Linked DNA regions of Capra hircus: region 1 is linked to region 2. A link is a contact called in public Hi-C data. All regions are on one chromosome and are shown on one strand. Each heading gives the region's core, a stretch centred on a gene start, on an enhancer-like site or on the middle of the called end of the contact. The rest is flanking DNA. Distances are from core to core; before and after follow the strand shown.

Region 1 (7,299 bases), core at 1,579-4,078, 190 kb after region 2:
TTATCTTGGCATTATCTCTCTGGCTTCATCCATTTAGACTCTCATCTTTGGCTCATAGAATTCACTCCTCTCTTCTTCACCTGTTCGATTTTTTATTTGCTCCCCTGATTCCAGGGAAGACACAGGACTGTCTGTCCCAAGCAGGGGGGAACTTGAAGGCAGAGGGGACTGGCCGGGTGAGAGGAGTACTGCTTATCAGAGATGTGGCAAGGTTACTTACAAATAGCTGTAGACTCTTGGCAGGGTCCTAGAAATTCACTCAGGTCCTTCATCAGAGAGGGCATTAAATTTCATTTCGTAAACCTAGTAAGAATTGTAATTAGCAGCATGGAGAGAACAAGAGTCTTCTTCTCTGGGCTGAGTGACCAGAGCAGTAAGCCTTGAATGGACATTGCTTATCCAGTCAACCCATGGTCCCTTTCTTCTTCTTCTTCTCCCACCTCTTACAATGTGGGTGAAGCTGTGCTCTCAGGCTCAGGGACTTCTTCCTAGTTGCACTGCTTTGCCTGCAAATGGATTCTCCATCTCTCCAAAGCCCTTTTGAATAAATGACTACATTGGATGGGACCAGGTTTGCATTTCCATTTCTCGTCTGGATGTTGCTCTCTTCAAATCTTTGGCGTCCAGGGCTGGAGATTCCATTTCTCCCCCTTGTGTGGATGCTACACCCTGCCTGGAGCCAATGCCTCTGGACCCCTTGTCTGTGTGGATGAGTCAGATGATGGTTGGTGCCTGACACATCATCCTTGGTTTCTGGGCTCTTGAACTGTGGGTAGGAAGTTGCAGAAGGGAGCCACCACATAGCAGAGTGGGTGGGGTACAACAGTGGGGAGATTCCCTCACAATGATTTTTGGGGGAGGAAAGGAGCACCTGGGAACCCAGGTGGTCAAAGGCAATTGAATTGTACAAATTAATGTTGCCCAGGGAGACACAGCTAAGATCATCATGTGCCTCTAGATTTCCTCTAATGAAGCTTTCAAGAAGAGACGAATTGGGCTTGAAGGATGGACCACCCACATCATGCATTCAGGTCTGCATTTCAGCTCAAGGTGTTGCAGGAAAGTGGAGCTGGAGAGGATGGTCATGTCCCAGGTCTCGGGTGAGTACCTGGGATGGGCTGCCAAGTGAGGGTCCTCGGCTTTGTGCAGGAAAGAACTCAAGAGTGAGCCATGGTAAAGTGAAAGCAGATTTATCCAGCAAGATACACACTCCACTGACAGAGTGTGGACCGGCTCAGAAGGCAAGAGGCAGCCCCAGGGCATGGGGGCCCCTGGGAAAGTGAGAGCAGCCGTGGGGGTGGTTAGTTTCTATGGGCCGGGTAATTTTATAGGCTAACCAGTGGGAAGAATATTCTAACTGTCTTGGAGAAGGGGTGGGGATTTCCAGGAATTGGGGCACGACCCACTTTTGGCCTTTTATGGTTGGTCTCAGAATTATTCTGGAGCTTGTGGGTGTGTTATTTAGCATAGGCTAATATATTATAATGAGTGTATAATGAGGCTCAAGGTCTGCTAAGTCGAGACTTCCTCCATCTTGGATCTAATCAGTTCTAACCAGTTTTTGTCATACCCTCTCAGATTTGAGGTGAGCCTGTCTATGAAATAAGGTGTGGAAATATTTTTGTTTATTGTGATTTCAAAAGGCAGGGAGGAGAAAATGAAGATGAGAGAAGGAATGAGGAACTAGCATTTGTTGAGCCCTTTGAGTGCTTGAGAGAGAGGCCTCACATGCATTAACTTTCTCTTCCTCACATTGATCTTGGGAGGTATTGTTTATTCCACTTTACAGAGGAGGAAACAGAAGGTATATTGTAGCACAAGTATCACAGCTAGTAAACGGAGAAGCCAGTTGCTACTTTGTTCTTTATTTAGTGTAAAAATTAATGAGAACATTCTGAACAATTCAGTCCTAAAAAATAAAAAAAGACTTCATGAAGCATTCCATCCAATCCAATGGGCTGTGTGACCTGGGACAAGTCAGTGAACCTTTCTGGGCTATAGTTCGAATATCTATGTCAAGAAGCTATTCCAGAATGATCTACCATCTAAGAGCTTCTGACCCAGTCTCTAATCACTCTTGTTCTCAAAGGACTTCCTCTTGCCCAGCCCGAATCTCTCAATAACTTAAATTGTACTGATAGGAAATAACAGATTAGTACTTATCAGGAGTAAATCAGGAATTCACATCCTCCTCGGCTGGACAGCACTGGCAGAGCTGTGCTATAACTCTCTTAAACCAGGCCCTCAAATAGGCAGGAGAATGAAAACACATGGTGAGTGCGGAAGGGGTTCTGCATCGCCTGGGTTTCCACCTCACCACTCCTCCACAGCCACTGCAGCCAGTGTGCCTTCACCTTGCCCCTGCTCCATCTGCAGCTCAGGTGCTCCCCCACAGCTGGCCACCTGCACCAAGGGAAGAGCCGGTGGCCACCATGCTTTATCCCAGGGCAGGCCTAGCCAAGACAAACAGGTTGGACTTGCATGGCCTCCCCTGTCCCCTGGGAGAGCACTGCCCAGGTAGGGACAATAAGATAATATTTATGAGAAAAAGTATAGTCTACAGCAGCACATGCACCTTGAAATTCTAGGAGCTCTGAACTGCAAAGGCACTCCCTGGTTCCCTGTGCAATTTGTACTCACTTGGTCTCGGTGGGGAAGGGAGCACACATCCACACATATATATGCACGTACATGGACACACATACACACGTGTATTTATATGCATGTATGCATACCAACTGTCTTCTTGGAGTTTGCTAAGCCTCTCACATGAAGCATCAACAGCCCTAGGAAATTGTACTTATGAACTCTAATTCCACTGGAGCTTGCCAGCATTCCAGGGCCAAGTCAAGGCTTTTAAATAGCTGTGGACTAGATTCTAACCTTGGAGCACAGACTGGACAAAAAAGGGCCTAAAAATGCCAGGGAAGCCAAAGTCTACCTTCCTCACCATCCATGTTCCTCTCTCCTACCCAGCCTCCTGTATTTACCCTGCAATGCATACACCAAAAAATCAGTAAATCCCAAAATGAGCACTTGGCTGTAAGAGAGACAGATGCCAGTTGAAGCTTTGTGTGTGAGGGTGTGCGTAGCTGTGCCCAGCACTTGATCCAGGGATGGCCACCAGAGGCAGTGTCATAATTTAAGTCAAGTTGTCTTTGGCACCCGCCTGCGGCTCACAGATCAGCCTCTTTGTTCCCCTCCCAGCCCTCCTCAGGCACCCATCCAAGCTGCTCTGTGCACTTCAACTAAATTTATAGGACGCTGCTCCACTCGGCACTGTGCTGAGGAGTACAGAGTCATTCTGGTGTCAGGTCTGCTGCAAGCTCTGCGACCTTGGGCTTTTCAAGTGACTGGGCTCTTGCTCCACCTTAGAGATGCTGGCAGATGCAAGAAAGGTGATGAGGAACTTGGGCTCAGAGGAAAAGCCTAGTCTTCTCACCAAAAGACTGGCAAATACCCCTCTACTTGTAAGTTTTAAGTTAAAATAAGGCTCCCCAGGTGGCGCTAGTGGTAAAGAACCTGCCTGGGAATGCAGGAGATGTAACAGATGCTGGTTCGATCCCTGGGTAGGGAAGATCCCCTGGAGAAGGGAAGGACAACCCACTCCAGTGTTCTTGCCTGGAGAATTCCATAGACATAGGAGCCTGGCGGGCTACAGTCCATGGGGTCGCAGAGAGTTGTATACAACTTAGCAACTAACACTTTGTTTCTTTTAAGATGCTTAAGGCTTGTGTGCTTCATTGTCTTACCTGCTCTAACCAAAGTTTTCAAGTAACTGATTAACAATAGTCCCAATTTCATTTGATGAATAATGATATCCTAATATAATTAATAATGAATAATAATATCCTAATTCCCTCCCTTTTTAAAATTAGCATCTACAATTTGTAAGAGACTAAAGGCGCACTGTTGTTCCATGTCCAGTTCTAACTGTTGCTTCCTGACCTGCACACAGGTTTCTCAAAAGGCAGGTCAGGTGGTCTGGTATTTCCACCTCTTTCAGAATTTTCCACAGTTTATTGTGATCCACACAGTCAAAGGCTTTGGCATAGTCAATAAAGCAGAAATAGATGTTTTTCTGGAACTCTCTTGCTTTTTCAATGATCCAGCAGATGTTGGCAATTTATCTCTGGTTCCTCTGCCTTTTCTAAAAGCAGCTTGAACATCTGGAAGTTCACGGTTCACGTACTGCTGTAGCCTGGCTTGCAGAATTTTGAACATTACTTTACTAGCATGTGAGATGAATGCAATTGTGAGGTAGTTTGAGCATTCTTTGGCATTGCCTTTCTTTGGGATTGGAGTGAAAACTGACCTTTTCCAGTCCTATGGCCACTGCTGAGTTTTCCAAATTTGCTGGCATATTGAGTGCAGCATTTTCACAGCATCATCCTTCAGGATTTGAAATAGCTCAACTGGAATTCCATCACCTCCACTAGCTTTGTTCACAGTGATGCTTTCTAAGGCCCACTTGACTTCACATTCCAGGATGTCTGGCTCTAGGTGAGTGATCACACCATCATGATTATCTGGGTCGTGAAGCTCTTTTTTGTAGAGTTTTTCTGTGTATTCTTGGCACCTCTTCTTAATATCTTCTGCTTCTGTTAGGTCCATACCATTTCTGTCCTTTATCAAGCTATCTTTGCCAAAGAACTGATGCTTTTGAACTGTGGTGTTGGAGAAAACTCTTGAGAGTCCCTTGGACTGCAAGGAGGTCCAACCAGTCCATTCTAAAGGATATCAGTCCTGGGTGTTCATTGGAAGGACTGATGCTAAAGCTGAAACTCCAATACTTTGGCCACCTCATGCGAAGAGTTGACTCACTGGAAAAGACTCTGATGCTGGGAGGGACTGGGGACAGAATGGGACGACAGAGGATGAGATGGGTGGATGGCATCACCAACTTGATGGACATGAGTTTGGGTGAACTCCAGGAGTTGGTGATGGATAGGGAGGCCTGGTGTGCTGCGATTCATGGGGTCGCAAAGAGTTGGGCACGACTGAGTGACTGAACTGAACTGAACTGAAGGAGGCACTACACTGGAGGGGAAAGGGAGGAGTTACTGGGAGGGGTGGGGCTTGGGGGTGAGACTAGAGCCAGGCTGATTGACAGGAGAAAGGATCAGGCTGGGGAAGGACACAGAGCATGAACCCAGGTCTGGATGCAAGGCCAGATTTGGGGGTCAGGGAGGAGATGGGGTTGCTGGGACACAGGAACTTGTAAGCAAGTAAACAATGGGACATAGAATTGGATACATAGAATAGGAAAGAAGAAAAACTATTTATTATGCACCAATAAGTGTATCACATGATTTTACATACTAATTTCATTTAATCTGAACATCCTTGGGAAAAGGTGGGGCTGGGGACGGCGGTTCCCACCTTAAAGGTTCTCAGCCTTTAACAGGGTTCATCAAGGAAACTAACCTATTTGCTTAATCTCAAACAGCTAGTTAGCAGTAAAACCTAGATTCTAAACTTCCATTTCCATCTCCAGGTCCAGTGGCTATTTCTTTTCATTTTACTGCACCCACAAAGTAGGAAGTCAAGAAACACCTGCAGTAACAGGCAAATTTGGCCTTGGAGTACGGAATCAAGCAGGGCAAAGGCTAATAGAGTTTTGCCAAGAGAATGCACTGGTCATAGCAAACACCCTCTTCCAACAACACAAGAGAGGACTCTACACATGGACATCACCAGATGGTCAACACCAAAATCAGATTGATTATATTCTTTGCAGCCGAAGATGGAGAAGCTCTATACAATCATCAAAAACAAGACCTGGAGCAGACTGTGGCTCAGATCATGAACTCCTTATTGCCAAACTCAGACTTAAATTGAAGAAAGGGGGGAAAAGCACTAGACCATTCAGGTATGACCTAACTCAAAACCCTTATGATTATACAGTGGAAGTGAGAAATAGATTTCAGGGACTAGATCTGATAGATAGAGTGCCTGATGAACTATGGAATGAGGTTCGTGACATTGTACAGGAGACAGGGATCAAGACCATCCCCATGGATGCAAAAAAACAAAATGGCTGTCTGAGGAGGCCTTACTAATAGCTGTGAAAAGAAGAGAAGCGAAAAGCAAAGGAGAAAATGAAAGATATAAGCATCTGAATGCAGAGTTCCAAAGAATAGTAAGAAAAGATAAGAAAGCCTTCCTCAGTGATCAATGCAAAAAAGTAGAGGAAAACAACAGAATGGGAAAGACTAGAGATCTCTTCAGGAAAATTAGAGATACCAAGGGAACATTTCATGCAAAGATGGGCTTGATAAAGGACAGAAATGGTATGGACCTAACAGAAGCAGAAGATATTAAGAAGAGGTGCCAAGAATACACAGAACTGTACAAAAAAGATCTTCATGATCACTCACCTAGAGCCAGACATCCTAGAATGTGAAGTCAAGTGGGCCTTAGAAAGCATCACTGCGAACAAAGCTAGTGGAGGTGATGGAATTCCAGTTGAGCTATTTCAAATCCTGAAAAATGATGCTGTGAAAGTGCTGTACTCAATATACCAGCAAATTTGGAAAACTCAGCAGTGGCCATAGGACTGGAAAAGGTCAGTTTTCACTCCAATCCCAAAGAAAGGCAATGCCAAAGAATGCTCAAACTACTGCACAATTGCATTCATTTCACATGCTAGTAAAGTAATGCTCAAAATTCTGCTACCCAGTCTACAACAGTACGTGAACCATGAACTTCCAGATCTTCAAGCTGCTTTTAGAAAAGGCAGAGGAACCAGACATCAAATTGCCAACATCCACTGGATCATTGAAAAAGCAAGAGAGTTCCAGAAAAACATCTATTTCTGCTTTATTGACTATGCCAAAGCCTTTGACTGTGTGGATCACAATAAACTGTGGAATATCCTGAAAGAGATGGGAATACCAGACCACCTGACCTCCCTCTTGAGAAACCTGTGTGCAGGTCAGGAAGCAACAATTAGAACTGGACATGGAACAACAGACTGGTTCCAAATAGAAAAAGGAGTATGTCAAGGCTGTATCTTGTCACCCTGCTTATTTAATTTGCATGCAGAGTACATCATGAGAAACGCTGGTGTGGAAGAAGCAGAAGCTGGAATCAAGATTGCCGGGAGAAATATCAATAACCTCAGATATGCAGATGACACCACCCTTATGGCAGAAAGTGAAGAGGAACTTTAAAAGCCTCTTGATGAAAGTGAAAGAGGAGAGTGGAAAAGTTGGCTTAAAGCTCAACATTCAGAAAACTAAGATCATGGCATCCGGTCCCATCACTTCATGGGAAATAGATAGGGAAACAGTGGAA
Region 2 (6,545 bases), core at 2,412-4,911:
TGTAAAACCTCAAACAGCTCTTAGTCATGGAGGGAGGCAGGAGTCAATGGTGAGAGATACATGGAAACAATTACAATACAAATAAAAAGATTATTACTACCAAGGAGCTTCAGATATGAAAGCTGAGGTTCAAAGACCCTTCAGTCTTCAACAGGAAGCAACAAAACTTGACTCTAAGCATCCTGACACCCATGGAACATTAGACAGGGTTCAAGTACAGGAAACAGAAATCACTCTTGCTTGTTAAGGAAACATGTTGGAACACAGGGGATTCAGTGCTTACAGAATGGATTGTGGAAAGAGTGTGAGAAGAGAGCTCTAGGCTAGGCCATCAGAAATAGCGATCAGAACCGGCCCACCAGGGAAGCTACCACCTCTGCCATAATCAGGATGGCAGAGAAATCTCAACACAGAGAATCACTGAAATCAAGAGCACACTGCCATGACTCCAGTTTCAAAACCTGGGCGGCACTGCCAGCCCACCAACACCCATGGAGCTAGTGACCGGACATGAGGTCATGACTGCAGGAACACCCACGCCCAGAATCACCCAGGTCACCAGCAAGAGCCAGCGCAGCCTGAAAATGACCTCCCTTCACTTCTGCCTCCACATCCTACATTAGGCCATCTAGTGGTGGCAATAAGCGTGACTCTAGACTCCTAGGAGCAGGGGGACCTGGGAAATGGTGTCTCTTACTTTACAGCCTCTCAGGCACAGGAAGACGCATACGAGCTTGAGACGGACACCAAGCGGCAACACACGGCATCTACCACACAGCTCAGAGGAAATCGCACATCGTGTTACGGGATACACATCTCATTATGGAAGAGTTCCTCTCAGGGGAGGCAGTGTTTGCTCATTGGTCGGTTGTTTGTTTTCCAACAAAGACCCAATGGGCATTTTAGTTCCTAGGAAAAGAAAGTTTTTCCTCATACAGACTGAGGAGGGAAGTTTCTCGCATGGGAGCATTCCGTGGAGGACACCGCATGAACCAGTGTCTTCACCAGAAACCTCACAGCAGACACAGAGGAGGCATTCACGTGCTGGTCCTTAAGCTACCTTTGCTAAAATCAAAGGTATGACATGGACATGGAGTCAGGGGCCTCACTTGTCTGCATAGCTGTCATTGGACTGTCTGACCCTCAGGCTGGTCACTTTCAAACTGTGCTCCAGAGCCTGCAGGTTCACAGAGGAGCCTGGGGACTCTCAGGCCCCTCTCCCAGAATAGCCCGAGCTTTATCTGTCCTATCTCAAGTCCACATAAAATTCCCTTTGAAGAAAAGGTTTTAATTGCTTTTAAAATTTTCTGAAAATTAATCTTTGCTCATCTCTCATAAAAGTTACTTCCTACAACCAGTTTGTGATAGGAGCCAAACTGAAGACGATGTGGAAACCGACACTGGCCCACTCAAGACCAGAACTCTGCTCAGCTGGCCAAGACGAGCTCAAAAGCTTTCGAGAGGCCCACGAGGGCCAGTTCTGAGGGCCTTTTCCAGATGCCAAAGTCTGGGTGTTTTTCTTCACCAGTGCCCGCAGAACCCAGGTCCAGGCTAGGACCGTGACACAAAATAAACTGTAGATTCTCCGGGCACAGAAGGAACTTGGAGGTCCTCCAGCCCAATACCCTCACTTGACAGCTGAGAAAACTGAAGTCTAGAAGGAGGAAGGGGCTGGTGAGCCACAGAGCCGGGTGCTCCCTCCCCCACCCAGCTCCTTTTTGTGGGCACTTACACCTATCTGCTCCTGCCAGTTCTATATTTAATCAATGTCCTGCCTGCATCCGCAACTCTGTTAGAATGAAAACGCACACCTCACAATGCTAGCAGTGTTCTCCTGCAGGGTGCTGAGCATTTGCTAGAGATTAGCGATTCCGAGAAAACTGCGGCAAATAAACATCTCCATCAATCATAGGAGCAGCTGTCTGAATGACTCTGAATTGAGGGATAAAACACCTCCGGCTACTTTTTTGCCCTTCCAGAAAAGGATCTACCACCTTTGTTTCTCTCCCCTCTTCTTAGGCAGAACTCCTAGTCTCTATTCCCAAAACAGAGCCTGCCAGATGAGGTTCAGCTGTCAACCTATCCAGCAAAAACAGCTGAATCTGGTTCAGCAGGAAGAGGAACAGCAGCCCCCGGTGAAGCGAAACCCAGGTACAGCCTGGATCTCTCCATTTAGGCCAACATCTGCCTCCCATTTCTTCAGCTGACTGGTAGCTAGAGGCCAAGTCAGGATGTAGGCACAGGGTGGAACGCACTTTCTGAAAGGCCCAGGAGACCAGAAGAGTGAGGAGAGCCTGCTCGAGGGGTCCCATCAGTTGAGGGCTTTCACGCTCCTTCTCATCGGTTATGGCTTATATTTGGCCAAACGAAATCAGTCACTTTGGATGGAGTGCCTTTGAAGCGGAACTGTTCTCCCCTCACCAGGCTTTCTTCACTAGCCTTGCTGGTTTCTTCACAGTCCCAGCAGCCTCCCGTCTCAGAGGCCTGACCTCAGTCAAGTCCTGTTGACCCTTCCTACACTATGGTTTTCATGTATGTCCCCTGGGGTCATCCTGGTCTCCCACACCATCCTCTCCGGCCTGGAACTTACAGGGGTCTCCAAAACGGGTTCCTCCAGTTGATCTCGCGAACCCTCTCTCACACAAGTGGCCACATCCTCTTCCTCACACTCCTTTGCATGTGATCCTTGCTCATCAACTTGCAGTGTTGCCCAAGGTGATGAGCTGCGACCTCAAGGCCCCCCGTAACTGGGCTGCCAACCAAATTTCCAGAATCGTGTCCCCGTTATGAGCACACTTGCATGGGTGTGTATACACACACACACATTCACAGAGCTTTTGATTAAGCCAGAATGACGTCCCCTCTGTTCCTAGGAAATGTTCCATGGATTCCTGTCATTGTGCCATTGTGCCCACCACTTCCCCAACCTGGCACTCCCTCCCCCATAATGTGAACTAAGTCCCTCTCACCCTTTCCACCTTCCCTCCTCCTTCCACCTTCCGGGTCCACAGAGAGCGGTGCCGGTCCTGACTGCACACCCCGTTTATCCTGTGCACCAGCCTGCAAACAGCTGGCAAGTTAGAGCATATGTCATTACCGCCGTTTAGCAGGAGCAGAGCCTGCACACGAAGAGCTGAAGGAGCCATCTCCCCAAGTCCACACAGCAGTGGGCAGTTGCAGCACAGCTCGCCTGGTCTCCAGCCCACTCCAGCCCTCTGCTGGGACCCCTGCAAAGCCAGAGGCAGAGGAGCTGGGAGGAGGAGGAGGAGGTAGGGGGAGGGGAGGACGGACCATGGTTGTGGAGGGTGGGGGAGAAGCAGTGAGTAATGGTCGGCTCCCCCAGTCAGCCAGAAAAAAATAGGGCAAGCTCAGCTTGCGGAAGCACCCAGCACAGCACCCGCCACGTGATTAGCCAGAGGTGGAGACCGCGCAGGGGGCCTTTTCCTATAAACAAGCCCACTGCCTTGTGGTAAAAACACGAGGGGGCAGTGTTTCTGGTTTCCTGGAAGGCAGCCCAGAGGCCACTGCCATTTTTGCATCTTTTTGCGTTATCACATTGACTTGGGGGAGTTGGACACAGTTTGCTGGGCTCTATAGGAAAACACAGTAGCCAAGCCTTCCAAACAGGGCGCTTTTGTCCACAGCTGACACCCTGGCCGGGAGCCCAGCTCAGCCTCAGGGAAGATTTAGGTCAGAAGGAAAATGGGGGCGGGGGTGGCCGCAGCCTTAATATCTGGCCTAGCAAGATAGAGACGGCTCCCACGGTCTCACCTGTGCCCCCACGGTCTCACCTGTGCCCCTCTGGCAGGCTCATGGGGCGGCTGGCCTTTCCTCCGCAAGCCCTGCGGACTCTAGGAGGAGATGTGGGTAGGCCTCATCAGCCCTGCAAGAGCTATTTGGCAAATTCCCATTGTGCTGGAAATTCCCCATTTTGCCGTTTCGTTCAGTTGTTACCACTTCCCACTTAGCTCAAGTCAGAAGCTCTTCCCTTAGCTGTTTGGAGTGTGCAGACCTGTGAGAAGGAAGGATTGTGACCTAAGAGAAGCTTCCAGTCAGCTGCGGAGGGAGCCGGGAACCGTTTCCAAAGCAAGTAAGCTTCAAGAGGCAAAAAAGCACGTTGTCCTGAGTCACGGAGACTTTGAGGGCTGTGCCTGCTTTATAGGAAGTTCACGTTCCACAGTGTTTTCCCCACTCAAAGGGGAGTTTTAGAGGACCTGCCCTTTAACCACTTGCTGCCATGTTCCCCCTGAAACACCCTTTCAAGAAGGCTCCTTTTCACGGGGATCAGCCTGAGAACCTATCCCGAAGTTCTTGTCGCCCATGCGCATTTATGGGGTTGGCAAATAGGCTTCAGGTGCCCGCAGCTTTTGTTCAAAAAGGGTCACCTGCCCAGGCCTGGCGCCTGGCTGCCTTGCGAAGCTCGCTTGCCGGCCTCGCCCGCCATCTTCTGGACGAAGGTAGAACTGCTGCCAGCGAAAGGCTATTTGGACAGAAGATGCCTCTGTCGATGCTTCAGCCTCCTAGCAGAGGCTTCCAGGGCAAACTTGAAAACCAACCAAGGAGGGCCCATGAAAAAGAACTACTCTTAAATTCCCAGAAAACTGCCACGGATTTCATTTTCAACAGCAAAGATTCGTGTAAAGATACGTCTCTTTATTTTTTTTTAATCATTCCCAGTGTGTCTTGCCTCACTTATCACCAAACAAGCATGCATTTGAACCCTGGCTATGAGCCAGAGGCCAAGCTAGGTGCTGGGGGCAGATGAATCACACAGTCCCTGTTTTAAAAGAAAGCCTGGAGTATTTTCATAGGAACCTAAAACTTCTCCTTAAAATTCAATTTAGAAAATAAAAAGTCTGGAGTCTCTTTGGACAAACCAAAAATTTCTCTATAACATTAACTTTTTAAAAAATAATTTAAAAAAAAAAACACCTAAAGTCCAGAGGTCCAGAAACCTGTGAGCCAAGGGTAACATTGCAATGTGATCAGTGCCACGAGGGGGTGTCCCACGTGCCATCAGGCCTGGGAAGGAGGAAGTCTGCCTGGGGCAGAAAGGGGAATTGTCCAAGGGGAACAGAAAAGGTGACATTTGACTGGTGGTGAGCAGCCAGTCCATTCTAAAGGAGATCAGCCCTGGGTGTTCTTTGGAAGGACTGATGCTAAAGCTGAAACTCCAGTACTTTGGCCACCTCATGCGAAGAGTTGACTCATTGGAAAAGACTCTGATGCTGGGAGGGATTGGGAGCAGGAGGAGAAGGGGACGACAGAGGATGAGATGGCTGGATGGCATCACGGACTCGATGGACATGAGTTTGAGTGAACTCTGGGAGTTGGTGATGGACAGGGAGGCCTGGCGTGCTGCAATTCATGGGGTCGCAAAGAGTCAGACAGGACTGAGCGACTGAACTGAACTGAGCAGCCTAAAAGGGAGGGCAGGGAAGGCTCAAGTTAGTCTCATAGAGTCAGGGCCACTCCTCCCCCTTCCTCCCCTTTCCATGGCCAGCAACATTGTTAGCAGATGGGAACATTGTTAGCAACTGGTCACTGGGAAACTTGGAGGGTGTTGAACTTGGGTGGGAACCTTGGAGAGTCTAGAGAAGGTGGAGAGGTGAAAGGTTATGGGATCTTTTTGAAGATGATTTGGGGGACCGGGGTGCTGCAGAGCCGCTGGTTCAGCCCACAGGTGTGGGACAGACAGTAAATGCTGTGGCCAAGAGGAAGTAAAACAACAGACTTTGGAGTAAAAGGAAACTGGGTTTGGATCTCAACTTGGCTGCATCACAGCTGTGTGACGTGGACAGACCACTTAACTTCTCTGAGCTGCGGTTTCTTCACGCATAAACAGGAGTGATGATAACAGTCTGTGCTGAGGGGAGTTAAATGAGGCAATGCCTGTGCAGCTCTAGCCCAAGGCCTGTCAGTGACTGGCTGTGGAGGCCTCGGGGCATGATACTGAGGACCCAGTTTGGGTCTTCTGCAGAGCTGTGTCCACGTGTTCCCAGAGGCACCCACACCTCTCAGGCATCTTCCAGACAGGGCTGGCACACCTCACGAGATATACTTATGCTAAAACACGATTACTTGTTTAGCTTTGTTGTCGTTCAGTTGCTAAGATATGTCCATCTCTTTGTGACCCCATGCGCTGCAGCAGCACACCCAGCTCCTCTGTCCTCCACTATCTCCTGGAGTTTGCTCAAACTCATGTCCACTGAGTCAATGATTTTATTTAACCATCTCATCCTCTGCCACCGCTTTCTCCTGCCCTCAGTCTTTCCCAGCATCGGGGTATTTTCCAGTGAGTCGGCTCTTCGCATCAGGTGGCCAAAGTATTGGAGCTTTGCCATCAGTCCCAGCTGGTCCTCCTGTATTTTTAGTGGCTAAATCTGGCAAACCCCCTGGGGGATGACCCAAGGTAGTAGCCAAGATAGATAATGGAAGTAGTTTGACACTGCTATGGAAACCCCTGGAAGCTGCTGGGAACTCAGGTACACCGGAGTCAGAGACTTTCAGGCAGCTTCTGCAGGTCGAAGCTCATTCCAGCCCAC

What was found. Hi-C and Micro-C count contacts between places; a contact is called where the count stands out from the background.
Region 1: a contact with region 2 is called in a Hi-C map of blood, with 6 times the contacts expected there. The contact joins two enhancer-like sites. A contact is called at or near these places in 2 of 5 Hi-C or Micro-C datasets (both in blood).

The regions. Positions count from the first base shown.
Region 1 is chr11:28,684,338-28,691,636 of ARS1.2, forward strand. No RefSeq gene overlaps it. Among named protein-coding and RNA genes, the nearest start is that of SOCS5, 27 kb to the right of the region's middle. Within about 2 kb of position 2,829, at least 3 of the 5 cell types and tissues checked have an H3K27ac peak or open chromatin away from gene starts, as enhancers often do.
Region 2 is chr11:28,496,645-28,503,189 of ARS1.2, forward strand. No RefSeq gene overlaps it. Among named protein-coding and RNA genes, the nearest start is that of TMEM247, 17 kb to the right of the region's middle. Within about 2 kb of position 3,662, at least 2 of the 5 cell types and tissues checked have an H3K27ac peak or open chromatin away from gene starts, as enhancers often do.